3 separate regions of the Sus scrofa genome follow, and all the other regions are linked to region 1. Evidence: chromatin contacts called from public Hi-C data. All regions are on one chromosome and are shown on one strand. The core of a region is the stretch at or near the end of the contact, and the rest is flanking DNA. Distances in the headings are between cores, read along the strand shown. Region 1 holds the start of IQGAP2 (ras GTPase-activating-like protein IQGAP2). Region 2 overlaps IQGAP2 (ras GTPase-activating-like protein IQGAP2). Region 3 overlaps IQGAP2 (ras GTPase-activating-like protein IQGAP2).

Evidence for each region. Hi-C and Micro-C count contacts between places; a contact is called where the count stands out from the background.
Region 2: a Hi-C map of liver shows a contact between it and region 1, with 1.9 times the contacts expected there. The contact joins the enhancer-like site here to the promoter of IQGAP2 in region 1. A contact is called at or near these places in 2 of 5 promoter capture datasets (fetal liver and liver), 6 of 47 Hi-C or Micro-C datasets (embryonic fibroblasts, fetal liver and liver) and 1 of 2 datasets of contacts at active chromatin or transcription factors (alveolar macrophages).
Region 3: a contact with region 1 is called in a Hi-C map of liver, with 3 times the contacts expected there. The contact joins the enhancer-like site here to the promoter of IQGAP2 in region 1. A contact is called at or near these places in 2 of 5 promoter capture datasets (fetal liver and liver), 2 of 47 Hi-C or Micro-C datasets (liver and skeletal muscle) and 1 of 2 datasets of contacts at active chromatin or transcription factors (alveolar macrophages).

What each region holds. Positions count from the first base shown.
Region 1 is chr2:85,292,366-85,296,611 of Sscrofa11.1, forward strand. It overlaps IQGAP2 (ras GTPase-activating-like protein IQGAP2), which reads left to right and starts at 2,058. Exons shown (of 37, transcript XM_021084462.1): 1 at 2,058-2,406. The coding sequence starts at 2,361.
Region 2 is chr2:85,433,917-85,438,580 of Sscrofa11.1, forward strand. The region is part of intron 2 of IQGAP2 (ras GTPase-activating-like protein IQGAP2); the gene reads left to right. Among named protein-coding and RNA genes, the nearest start is that of F2RL2, 110 kb to the right of the region's middle. Within about 2 kb of position 2,980, at least 15 of the 83 cell types and tissues checked have an H3K27ac peak or open chromatin away from gene starts, as enhancers often do. A contact at or near this core is called in fetal liver and liver, where this site is marked.
Region 3 is chr2:85,458,997-85,463,428 of Sscrofa11.1, forward strand. IQGAP2 (ras GTPase-activating-like protein IQGAP2) reads left to right here. Exons shown (of 37, transcript XM_021084462.1): 3 at 3,741-3,897. Among named protein-coding and RNA genes, the nearest start is that of F2RL2, 81 kb to the right of the region's middle. Within about 2 kb of position 2,860, at least 10 of the 83 cell types and tissues checked have an H3K27ac peak or open chromatin away from gene starts, as enhancers often do. A contact at or near this core is called in liver, where this site is marked.

The sequences.
Region 1 (4,246 bases), core at 808-3,307:
TGACCAGCTGAGACCACCACTTTATGCTTTAACCTTCACTTTGTCCCATTAACAGATATGTACTTTACTGACTACACTTGGCGACATCTATACAAGTGTTGATGGCACCAACTTGTCTGTATTAAAACTTCCCCTTCATCATTCTCACTGGCATCAACCTCACTGAAGCGCTCCTTACTTCCCTCTTGCACCTTTGCCACAGCCCTTCCACCACGTGTCAGCATCTCCTAGCTGCCGCACTCCATCCTATAACCTGCAAGAGTCCCCTTCCCTAAACTCCCTTGCATCGTGCAGCTCCCATGCCCCAAAGCTTGAAGAGCGCTCAGATGCTTCTATGATATATCCATCCAGTCCCTTTGCCTGATGTCATTGTCCTCCGTGATCTGATATCAGCTTCCAAGTTCCTACCCTCACCCAACCTCATGCCCCGTGCTATTGTCCCTTGTTCTTGCCTGCCCTCCAAGAGCAGACATTCTCCATTCAACTCTTACCCATTTTTCTTTCTTTTTCTTTTTTTTTTAATTCTCTTACCCATTTTTTCAAGGTCCACCTTAAACCATGCATTCAAACGCTGTCATCTTCCTTGACCATTTGGTTTATAGTGATTTTCCTCCCACTTCAAAGTGCATAGGCTATCCACTTATTTGAATCCTAAGTCATACCCTCATACTGACAATTTATAGGTGTAAGGGCTTAATTATCAGGATGCAATATATGGGATCACTGAGATGAACTTGAGCTATCCAATTTGGCATGTCTGGAATCACAGGAAATTCTTCTGTTATATGCCTATATCTGGGTGAACACTGACTGACAGCCTGCTGTGCCTCAGAGTGTGGCCAATTCACCTTTGAATTACTCTTATAAGAGATGTCTTCTTTTTTTAAGGGAGGAAAAAACCCCACTCACCCCTCCAACCAGATGAGAATCTAATGCCTCTAGAAAATAAAGAGAGAGGAGCAGGATAGAATCCCCTTGCTCTCCCATGGGAAGACATTCCCTCTGAGTCCAGCAGAGATCTCTTGTGCCTTGTGTTAGACATTTTCCAACATCTGCAATGTCAGCATCACAGGGCAGCTTGTTAGAAATGCAGGTTCGTAGGCCCCAGACCAGACCAACTGAATTGAGAACTCTGAGGGTGGGGCCCCAGAATCTGAGTTTCAACAAGTTTGGGAACTGCAGCTCCCACGCGAAACAGAAAACATCTGGCCGCTCTGCATCTTTGCAGACTGAGAACCGGTTGGTGTCCCCATGCCACCTTCTCTCCAATGAACTCATCTCATAACCCCACCTCAGATATTTTATTTGGCCAGCCATCTGGTCACCCACACATTCCACATTTGACAAACGGGTGAGGACACGGGTATAGAAGTGTCCCACATTCCTCCAGATCTTATCACTCTGAGGCACAAAGAGAAAAACAGCTCCAGGTGACTGCACGAAAAAAAAAAAAACAAAAATTTTAAAATTACCACATGCAGTTTAATTTCCTTAAAAGCATGACCAGAAAAGGTTTCTGTGGTGTGAGACCCCAGCTAGCAGGGCTGGGCCATAGTTCTGTACTTGGGGGAGGGGAGCAGGCCGAAGGTGAGCAGAGGATGACTGGCAGGCAGTTGCGTTTTGAGTGGTTGCTCGGGGAGTGTTTATCTTGTCCCTCCAGCAAGCACACACTCTCAGTTTCTTGTCATGAAAGGGGAACCCTGTATTTTGTGGACAAGGAGTCAGAAGCAACGTGTGAAGGAAAAAACGAAAAAAGAAAAAAAAAGGTCAAGGCTTAATCTCCCCGGAGGAAAAGGAACCGCACTGTTTGTCCTGTAACTGAGCAACACCCTGGGCGGCTGGGGCTGCCTGGGTCTTCTGCGGTTTTTCTTGCTCTTCTCCGCGGAGGTTCACTTCCACCCTCTAAACTCTCCACAAGTGAAAAATCAGGCGGGGCGCCCGCGGCCCCAGCTGCAGGGGATCCCGGCCCAGGGCCCGCGCAGCCCCCGGGCCGGGTAGGGGCGGGTCCAGGAGGCCGGCGCTGCGCCCCGCGCGCGGTAGAGGTCGCTGCGCCGCGGCGCGCGCTCCCACCGCGGTGGATAACGGGGCCGGGCTGGAGGAGAAAGGAAACCTGTCCGGGAGGCGGCGGCGGCGGCAGCCGGGAGCAAGCGAGGGAGGAGAGTTCACTTTTGCTCGGGTGTCAGCGCGCGGCGGCCGCAGCGGGCGCTGACGAGGGAACACCGAGAGAGCGGGGCGCCCAACTCGGGGCGGCCAGCGAGAAGCCGGATACGAGCGCGCCGGCGGGGCGCGGAGCGGCGAGCCTGGCTAGCGAGGGGAGCCGCGGGGGGCGCGCCCCGGGCGGGCCCCCGGAGCTGCGTAGGATGCCCCACGAGGAGCAGGCGTCCCTGCAGAGACCCCGCTATGGCTGTAAGTGCGCTGGGCTCGTCGGGCTGCGCCGGCCTTGGGGAGCCCCCTCCGCAAGGCCGGAGTTGGAGAAGCGGAGGGAACCGGAGGGCAGCGGTTGGGTGGCTTGCAAAGTTAGGAGCTGGAGTTGCAAGGGCTGTTGAGCGGCGTCCTCCCGCTCTCCCCGCAAATTCCTAATCCCCAGCTGGCACCTCAATCCTCTATCCGCACACCCCACGGTGGCTCGAGGCAGCGCTTGGTCTGCTCCCTGGTACACGCCAGGCTGGGGGTTTAGGGGTGTCAGGTGAGGAACCCGCGGAGCTCCCGGCAGGTTGCTGGTTCGGGCCAGGGGGTGGCGTAAGGGACCCGATTCTTCCGACTCTGAAGGGGAGGAAAGTTTGTTTGCAGTGGCTACAGGTGGGCTCCCTAAGTTACGTGCCCGCGCTAGTGGTAAGGTTGGCTTTCCTGGAAGGGCTGGCGTCTCCTCCTACCCGTCTGCCTCTGACTTCACCTGGGCCGCAAGACCTCTTGGGCCCCACAGGTGGGAGCCCTTTCCTGGTGCAGCTGAAAGGGTCACCTCTGGCGCCCCACCCCCTCTCCAACCCTACCCCGTCACCCCGCCCCTGGCTCTGCCGAGACTGTGTGGCGCGCAGGAGGATTGTGGCGGGGACAGGACGCGGTGCTGGGCTCCTCGGGATCCGGATGCAGCCCGCGTGACTTGAACGAGGTGGTGTCTGTTACCCAGCCAGGGGCTGCCCTCGGAAAGAGGTTGCTTTGGCGGATCGTGAGTGGATAGAGCCAGGTTAGCACCAACCACGTGGCTTCATGTGCAGAGTTCAGAGCTTTACCAAACATGTGCCAGGAAGTATTTCCTTTAAAACAAACAGAAAGTTGGCGCGCTCTCTCAACAGGGTTGGACCTGTCAGTGAACCCATGGCCACGGATGGATCACAGGTTAATCTTTTGCCCAGGCTGGCCTTGGTGGCAAGGGTAACAAGCTTGGGTTAAGGTGGTGATACTTACTGCAGCGTTTTGTTTTGTAGTTCTGGCTGGTGGTGAGGGACACCGGCGTGCCTAATAAAGGGGAGTAGTCAGCTTGTGCACCCTCTTTCTCCCCGCCAATCTTGGAATGGACCCAATCAGAGATGGGAAGTTAGTTTTCCCCTGTGACCTTTACTGTGTCAGGCAGTGAGGCTGCCTGGGGAGTCAGCTGCAGCCTCTCCTCTAGGGAAATGCATTTTACAGTTAATCCAGCCCAGCTCTTTGCAGCCTTAGTTTGCCTGTTGCTAAACCACAGACAGCAGAGCTTCTTGGGTTGGGATGTGTTCATCCAGAATGGTGTCAAGCGTCCTTGGGTTGGTGAATGTCCTTTACGTGTCAAGTTCCCAGAATACATGGTAGCTTCACTGTGTCAGGTTATACGATGGCCACAAAGTGTGGAACCTAGGTGAGTATGCCTAACAAAACGGGTTTTGGTAGCACATTTTAAACCATGATCTGTTCAGTGTGTAGTTGCTCACTGATTCACTGTGCTGGGCAAAGTTGGAGTGAATGCAATGCATTGATGCAGAATTTCCATCCGTCTCTGCATGGGCTTCTGTGATGGTGCTCAGTTTTCATGGAACACACCTTTGGTTTTTGAGCGCTGTAGGAGCAGCACTCAATGAGGTTCAGGTCCGGCAAACAGGAAGCGCACTCCACGTGGCCATTTTCTTTGGAAATAATCACCCAGCTTTTCTTAGGAGTCTTGCGTAATGGGGGTGTGCCCTCTTGTAGCAATCAGTCCCATTTACCCTTTCTGACTTCATCAAGTGCTATGTTGGTCACTCAACATAGGGAAAAAATGGGCAATATTTGCCAACTT
Region 2 (4,664 bases), core at 1,730-4,229, 140 kb after region 1:
CTCTTGCAAGTTGTTTGTGAACATGTGTCATTTAAGAGGTCAGGGATGATGGAGAGATACTTTTCAAACCCAATTAACCTGATGGGAAGAACTTTAAAACAGACCTTCTCTAGATCTCCCTATTTTTGTCCTGGATTTTTTTTTTTTTGACTGTTAAGTATTAGTTTTATTTGGTTATTTTTGGTTTGTTTTATTTGGGTGTTATTGTATGGCACTGTTTTTTATTTTTAAGTTTTGGGGTTTTAATTTTTTCATTTTTTAAGATTTATTATTGAAGTGTAGTTAATTTACAATGTTATGATAATTTCTGCTGTACAATAAAGGATTCAGTTATGCATACGCACCCATTCATTTCTTTTTTTTTTTTTCAGAGTGTTTTCCCATACGGATTATCACAGAATATTGGGTAGGGCTCTCTTGTCTCAGGTTTCATAGTTAGACTAAGCTCATCATCTTCAACATTGAGAAAGTAGCTCAAAGAAATAAAAAGCATAATTACTAAGAATTGTAAGCCTTTGTAAACATCTCTTATATTCTTTCATAATATCAAAGCCAGTAATGATTGTTGGTTTGCATCTAGAATTTCTGCCTGACTTTATCTAAATCCTTGGACAAAGATTGAAATATCTGTCCCTAAGGCAGAGAGGACAGCAGGTGCAAAGGTTAGGAGCAGGAATGGAGAATGGAACATGCTAGAAGCTGAAAGAAGGCCAGAGAGGCAAGGGGTAGGATGAGGCCAAGCAGCAGTCAGGGGCTAGAACTCTGGGCCTGGTGGCCACATGAAGGCTTTGGGCCTGGAGCTCAAGGTAGTGGATGCCACTGAAGAGTTTTAAGCTTAAGTGGCAAGATCAGGCTTGTACAGACAAAAACTGGCTGTGTGGGGACAGAGTACTGGTAGGCGAGAAAGGACCCCAAAAAAGAGTTGAGGAAGTTTTTGCAATGATCCAGGTGTAGGACACTTGAATACCTTCACTGGATTTTTAAGTATAAAAATATTGGCATTTTTGTTTTATAAAGTAGAATAAAAGCCCCGTAAGCCTCAAGTATGGTATAAAATAAAACATTTTTTTGTTATCGTTGTTCAAATCCCTGTGCCATTAAAAAAACAAAACAAAAACAAGAGTTCCTATCATGGCTCAGTGGTTAACATGAGGGTGTGGGTTCAATCCCTGGCCTTGCTCAGTGGGAAGATATGATATTGCTGTGAGCTGTGGTGTAGGTCACAGACGAGGCTCAGATCCTGTGTTGCTGTGGCTGTGGTGTAGACTGGTGGCTATAGCTCTCATTGGACCCCTAGCCTGGGAGCCTCCATATTGCCACGCGTGCAGCCCTAAAAAGGGAAACAAACAAGCAAAAAAATCAGATCTGCACAGGATGAGTTCCTTGGTTAGCAGGGCCCACTGCAGAATGAAAAGACAGACTGCTTGTTCAAAAAAAATAAGAATTGCAGGGAGTTCCCATCGTGGCGCAGTGGTTAATGAATCCGACTAGGAACCACGAGGTTGCGGGTTTGATCCCTGGCCTTGCTAAGTGGGTTAAGGACCCGGCATTGCCGTGAGCTGTGGTATAGGTTGAAGACACAGCTCGGATCCCAAGTTGCTGTGGCTCTAGCGTAGGCCTGTGGCTACAGCTTCAATTAGACCTCTAGCCTGGGAACCTCCATATGCCGTGGGAGAAGGCAAAAAAAAAAAAAAAAAAAAAAAGAATTGCAGAGGGTGACAGCAGAGCCTTAAACCAAACATGGGGCCCTTGCCTTTTGATTGCCCTGGGTCTGTGAGATAGAAGGCTTGAGTCTGTCCCCAAGAAGCTCCTCTCAGCCTGTTCCAGTAAAAGGCTGGTGGCTCCTGTGGTTGAGGCCAAGGGGCCAGCTTGAGTAGCTCAAAGCCCTTATTAACCTTACTAGTGATGATGGATAAATTAACCAGAGGGTTGGAAGACAGATGGATGATAAGTATTATGTTGAGACGAGGTAAATAGGAAAGATGGTAGAAATGGAGAGGCATTGTTTTATTTTTATTGGCTGTGGTTTGATGAAGACATTAACTAAAAAATGCTAACTTTTACCAATCGGTACCCATTTAACTGGCTTTCTCTTCAGTAGTTTTGGAGACCACTAGTTTGGGCGAATAAGTTTCCTGTCAAGTGGTGTTGAATTAGGTTTTCTTTTTTTTTAAATATTTTACTATTAGGAATTGGTGTGATGTAGCTTCTCATATCAATTTTAAAAGTTAAGATCCTTCTTCATTTATTCTGTACCTCTAGAAAATGGTTTAGAAAACTAGATAAGGTTTTCATTAGACCTATCAAATTTTTTAAGTTCTTCAACTGTGAAAAATGAAAGCATAACTCATACATACACTCAGATACACCTGCTAATTTTTTTTTAACCTGCTAATACCGCAAATGGAAGAATGGTGGCTTGGAATTTGATGATTTGAGATATTCTGATGTCGGGTGCTAACATTTCTGTTTGAAGTAAGTTTACTTGGTGAGCTCTGTCCTTGAGATACCGTGAGGGCAAAGTCTGAGAACACCTTTAAAGCATAACTTAACATTTCTAGGAAAAAGATCTTGTGCTGACTAAACCAAGTCCCTTTCAGTGATTTTCAATGACTCAGAGCCCTGATATTTGCATAGTGATTCTACCAGCAAGCAGATTGGCTACTGAGATACTTTGGTTCTGATAAATCCTCTGCTCAATGCTTTGAAAACGTGTTAATAAAGGCCTTTCCTGAGAAGCGTATAGTGCAGTGGTTTGCAAGGATTTTGATGATCTAAAATGCTACCTGTAGAGGTGGATATTAACAATGGCATTAAAGCGTTCTCTCAGAGACCCACAAGGCCAATTCCAGACAGTTGATATTAAACACTGCAAAATTCCAAAGTGCAGACAGCTTGGCAAGTTTGAGTTCTGGTGCATTCTGTTCAGAACGAGGTTTTTTTTTTTTTGTTTTTTTTTTTTTTTTGTCAATAGTGCTTTTGTCTTTCTGCTAAAGGTCAGACTGCCCTTGTCCAGTACTGGTGTTCCTTTGTGAGCCTTAATAGGGAAGAGGGGGGACATACTGACTCCATTTTTATATTTATAATATCGTGTCACAACATCAGATTTTATAGATTTGAAAATGTAAATTAAGATGCTTGTATTTTTAAACTGCTGATGAACTGCTGCCCATGGGGCATTTGTAGTTCTTTCTCCTCTTGGTGGTTGGTTCTTTTCATGCCTCTTTGCCCTTTGGTGTAGCAGCGGCAGAACCGGAATGAGTCTGTTTTGGGGTTTTTTTGTTTTTTGTTTTTTGTTTTGGTCTTTTTAGGGCCGTACCCGAGGCACATGGAAGTTCCCAGGCTAGGGATCAGATTGGAGCTGCAGCTGCTGGCCTGTGCCACAGACAAAGCAATGCCAGATCTGAGCCACATCTGTGTCCTACACCACAGCTCATGGCAATGCCAGATCCTTAACCCACTGGGCAAGGCTAGGGATCGAACTGGCATCCTCATGGATGCTAGTCGGATTTGTTGCCACTGAGCCATGAGGGGAACTCCCTGCGTGAGTCTGTTTAACATCAGGCTTAGTTGGAGTCCTGGTCCCATCATTTGGATCATGGATGTAACACTCAGATTAAGTAACCTTTGTAATACCAGGGTTCCACCTCTGCCTGGCGGAGCTGCTGGGGAAAGTACCTGGTGTATTGCCTGCCACATAGTGGTTGGTACATACACATTCACTCCCCCGGGGCCAGCACCTAGGGAAAGGGCTAAGGTTTGAGTGCAGTTCCCTGGCCTTCTCTTCCCAGGGCAGTGGCGCTTGGCAGAAGCCCCACTGCTTGGAGGGTGCCGGCAAAGAGCCCACCGCTGACCTCTGCCTGTCTCTAGCTAGAGTGCAATCCTGCTGTGTTACAGCTGCGCACAGTATATTTAGGGGGTGCTTATCATTTGTGTGTATTAAACCCTGCTATTAGTATGATTGGCTTCTTGAGGAGCCTCCCTCGATTTGATGGGGTTAAGAGCATGAAATGACTTTAATTTTCTCCGGCCACTGCTTACACCTCTTCTCTGTCAAAGCCCCCTTTCCAGTGTCTGCATCCAGAGCTTATGTTGGGTTTATTCGGTAACCCCCTTAATCTTTCTAAACCTCCTAATCTCCTCTCCAACTCAAGCTCCCTGCTCTCTTCTGAGCTCTAGCTCCTCCCTTGGTGGCAGGAAATTGGGAGCAGGGACGCAGGAGTTGGATCCCATGTCGAGGAGGTGTGCCCATCTGGCTCATTCTGTTGCGGGGAATCTGTGTGGACAGCATGCGTGGCTCAGCTGGGTCTGTGCTTAGTTCACCCCCAGCCTCCTCTGCACAGGGCTGTTCAGAGGGGCACAGGCTCTCCCCTGGTCACTGCTAGATGCCCATGCCCCCTTCACACTCCCAACTCTTCCTTGGAGTCAAGTGTCCTACTGCCTGGGCCAGAGGCTGCGTGACAGCCCTGAGGCTCCCCCCAACCGCCCGCTAACCTTAACCCTTCTTCTGAAGGGACTATTTAAACTATGAGAGTCCCCGCCACTCTGTCCACAGGTCTCGTGGAGTAGATGTACTCTCATCTTCTTTCCCAGCGTTCTGCACCTGGACCCCTTTATGCTCTGCTTGCATGGGGCTCCTCCAGTGGGTTTCCCATCTTTCAAAT
Region 3 (4,432 bases), core at 1,610-4,109, 170 kb after region 1:
CCAATAGTATCTTTCCTTACTGGGTGAGCTTGAGGGTTAAATGATAATCCCCATAAGTATTTATTTATTTTTTAGTCTCTTTTTTTAGAGACGCACCCACAGCATATGGAGGTTCACAGGCTAAGAGTCAAATCGGAGCTATAGTCACCAGCCTACACCACAGCCACAGCAACGCGGGATCCGAGCCATATCTGCAACCTACACCACAGCTCACAGCAGCACCAGATCCTTAGCCCACTGAGCAACGAGGCCAGGGATCCAACCTGCAACCTCATGGTTCCTAGTCAGATTCGATTCTGCTGCGCCACGACGGGAACTCCCCCATAAAGTATTAAGTGCAGGTTCTAGCATAAAATAGTGCCTAATAAACCCTAGTTATCATTGATGATAATAGCATCTTCTTTTGACTTTTGAGATAGTGAAACATTGATGCCTAATGTTGCAAAAATGTTACATTTAAAAGTCTTTGGCAATGTCCTAAAATATTTTATGATGTAATTGTGATGCTTGGAAAACTTTTTTCTTAAGCAGTCAGAATCTTTCATGTAATAACAATCTGTTGGGTACTCATTATCTCTAAATACATTTCTAGAACAAAGGAATTATAAAAAGAAAGAAGAGATAGCCTTGGCCTTGGAGCACTTCATGATGCCATAAGTATGCGCAATGGCTACGTTTTAAGTAGGCTGTAATTAACCTACGTTTTTGAAATAATCAGTATTTTCAGCCAACTGCACAGATACTCTATTGCAGACAACAATAAATGTGATAATATTTTTAAAAATAAGTCCAAATTTAAAATACCCTAAAGAGCTGTTTTTATTTTAGCTTCCCTTCCCTTGGTCTCAAATGTCAGTTTAACTCCCCGGGCTCCTACTACCAATGGTCAATTTCCCTCTCCCCACCCTTCACAAATCTGCCTCCAATTATAGGGTTATTATAAAGCAGTTATGTATTATTGTGTAAAAAGCAGAGGGAGCACTAGGAGCCAGAGAGCAAGACAGACTAGGTAATTAAGGTCATTACTTGAAAACAATTGCGTTTTAATGTGAATTAGCATAATGCTGTAATTTGTAGTTTATTTAGATTAGAAACTTGGTCCAGTGCAGTGGCTTTAACTTTGCCAGATTTTTATTGTTGATTTTCATTGTTATTGCTTTCCTAAATTGGTAAAAATGTATCCAGCCTCTAGTATTCATTTGAAGCAAGCCTCATGTAAACCACATATCCCTTGTTCATCTCGTGTTTGTTATGTGAAAGCCAAGTTTATTATCTCATTTGACCAGTTCCTTGTTCTCCCAGTTTCTCCAGCGCCCCCCGCCCCCAGCCCCCCTAGGTTGTTCAAGCTGGGAGGGACCTTATCACCCATCCTGCTCACCCCCTACTCCTTTCACAGAGAAGAAAACGGAGGCACAGAGGGCTTAGGGGACGTGCCTGGGGTCACACAGTAGGTGGGAAGCTGAGTCCTGGTGGGGAGAGCTCCCTCCACACGCGGCCCCTCCTCCTGGCTGAGAATATCCTTTCCTTTGACCCCTCTGCCCCCACCTTCTAAGCTGTCACCAAGTCTTGTTTGGTTTCCTTGAAATGTCTCCTGCTTTCCTCTCTTCCCATTTCTTCTTGTCTAATCCTGTCTGTCCCTTAGCTCCTCACAATAGGAGAGGCTGGCGGAGCGCTTTGTCTTGGGAGCATCCATCACACAAGATTAATTTTCCCTAATTACCACTGTGAACACACATGTCACTTCTCTGTGGTGAAGCTGCCAAGAGCTCCCGGCTTCCCAGGGCAACAAATAGCATCACTTCTCCTCTTGCACCAGGTCCTCCAGAGCCTGAGTCCATGTCTTTGCTCAGCCTTACTCCTTTCTCCTCATGAACCCCAAAGGCCAAAGTCTCCTCTGGGTTTGCCCCATGTGTCAGCTCCATTTCCTTGATGTCGTTTAGTCTGTCCTGCTCCCTGGCTCCTAGTGCTTCCCCTGCTTTCCAAATACTTCTCCCCCTTTTTAAACCAAATCCAGATTCCACTGCCTTCTCATTGTTTTCCCTTTCACTCCAGTGCCCTCCCCCCCCTTTTTCCCCAAACTTTTCCTACTTACGCCCTAACCGTAGCATTGGCTGTAATAGCCTCTCTTACACGGCTCTCTGGATTTTCTGTGCATCTGTGTTGCCTTCTCAGTTACATTTAATTTTTTTTTTTTTTTTTTTTTTGGTCTCTTTAGGGCTGCACCCACAGCATATGGAGGCTCCCAGGCTAGGAGTTGAATTGGAGCTGTAGCTGCCTGCCTATGCCACAGCTCACAGCAACACTGGATCCTTAAACCCCTGAGTAAAGCCAGGGATCAATCCCTCAACCTCACGGTTCCTAGTCGGATTCGTTTCTGCTGCACCACGACGAGAACTCCACATTTAATGCTCTTTGAAGGAAGAGCTTCTGTTTATGTTTTTCTCGTATACTCGGTCACATTGCCTGCATAAGTGATCAGTAAATACTCCGTGCTGATGAGGGACTTTTTGAGGTTTTGGAAGATGTTGTCCAGAGCCACAAGCACTTCAGACCTTTTACAGCATCCAGGGCTTGGATCAGGATCAGTTATTGATACTTCAGGGCTTCCCGGACTGCCCAGTGTTGATAGGATCAGCCGCTGTTGTGTGTTAATGATCCTCTAAGGGGACGGGCTAGATAGGGGTGGAGCTCACAGTGATAGTTGAGGATTCGGTGGTGGGTTAGTGAGAGTTCGCACCCCTACCCGTTGGGTCCTACACTAGGTACGAGTTCCTCAAGAATGGATAGCAATGGCATCACCCTCTTCGCCCTGGGCAGATTCTCAGCAGACCATTGTGAAATATGAATTGGCCTGGCTCCCATCCCACTGCCTGTCCTTGAGCCAGTATTGACCTTGGTGCTTTGTTTTCTCCAATGCTGGCCCAGTGTCCTAAGTCTTAATCTGATCCTTTTTTTTTTCCCCCAAAAAGATACTTTTTCAGAATGCAGTAAATAGCTTCCCCCAAAGGTAAGAGTGTTGTAATAAGTCCCTGATACTGGCAGAAGGAATATGTCTTATGTAAAGAAGACTGCATTCTGGGGGGGGGGGGCAGAGGGATGCGCTGGGGGTGTGGGATGGAAATCTTATAAAATTGGATTGTGATGATCATTGTACAACTACAAATGTAATAAATTCATTGAGTAATAAAAGTAAGTAAATAAAAATAAAGAAGACTGCATCCGCTTTCTGAATTTTGATGTCCCCGTTCCATGCTTTCTTACATTTCCTGGTAGTCATTTCAGGTTGCAGATTTTCTGTGCCTTGGATGACACTCTCCCCACAGCGTAACCCCTACAAGAATGTCCTCCACGAAAGGCTCATAAACTGGGGACTGTTCTGCTCTGTAATGTCAGCCAGACTCATTCCACCCATCCAAAATGTGATGTGGATTTTTTCCTCTTTGGCACAAGAGAAAATTGGCAGAGACCCAGTTAAAGGTGAAATTGGCCAGCTCCGGGGTGACAGTGAGTTCAGTGCCTCTGGGCTTGAGGTCCCCTTGTTCAGCTCATATTCAGAATCCTTTGTCCTACCCAGAAAATTCTCTGTTCCCATCCGGGACCCCTAAAGCTCTTTCCCATCCTTCTGCCTTTGTTAATATCTCTATCCCAGGTCGTAAAATTCTGTGTCTCTTCATTTGTACAAAGTTAACAACTGGAGTCACTTGAAGGTTTTTTTTTTTTTTTTTTTCCCATCCCTTTAGGTGGATGGAAGTCTGCTTAGTTGAAGAATTGCCGCCAACCACTGAACTGGAAGAAGGGCTTCGGAACGGCGTTTACCTTGCAAAGTTAGCCAAGTTCTTTGCCCCCAAAATGGTATCGGAGAAAAAGATCTATGATGTGGAGCAAACACGTTATAAGGTAACAGAGATCTAATGGGTTTTGGCCTCCAGCTCAAAGCAAAAGTTCGGTCTTTCCTTTCCTTTTAGTGTTTCTATAAGGATTTTGTAGGGAGTAAAGGGGGGAGGTGTCCTTGGGCTTTGAAGCCTGTTACTAATCACTCCTGAGGCAGCAGCAGTTTTTAAAGCAAAGCATTTTTCTGTTTCTGCGCTGAGGCTGAGAGATCTCGGATTTGTGGGGCTTCCCCACCCCCACCCCTGTTATTGCTTCATGGAGGTCATTTTATTAGCACCAGTAAATACAAAAGTGGGGGCTCTCTCCCCCTCCTTTTTTCACCACCAACACAGTTTATTGTTCCCCTTGTTCTCATCAAAGAATCAGGTACCCAGGTGGGACTTGAACTTGTGGCCCTAAAGGGTTAGGGACAAGGTGATTTTAAAAAAAAGAAGTACTAATAGTGAATAGTCAGGGACTCCTTTCCATTTGGTCTTTAAAACAAAATAAGACAAACCTTTTTGTATGCGGCTAGTTTTAAGAACTATTTCATGGCTAATTT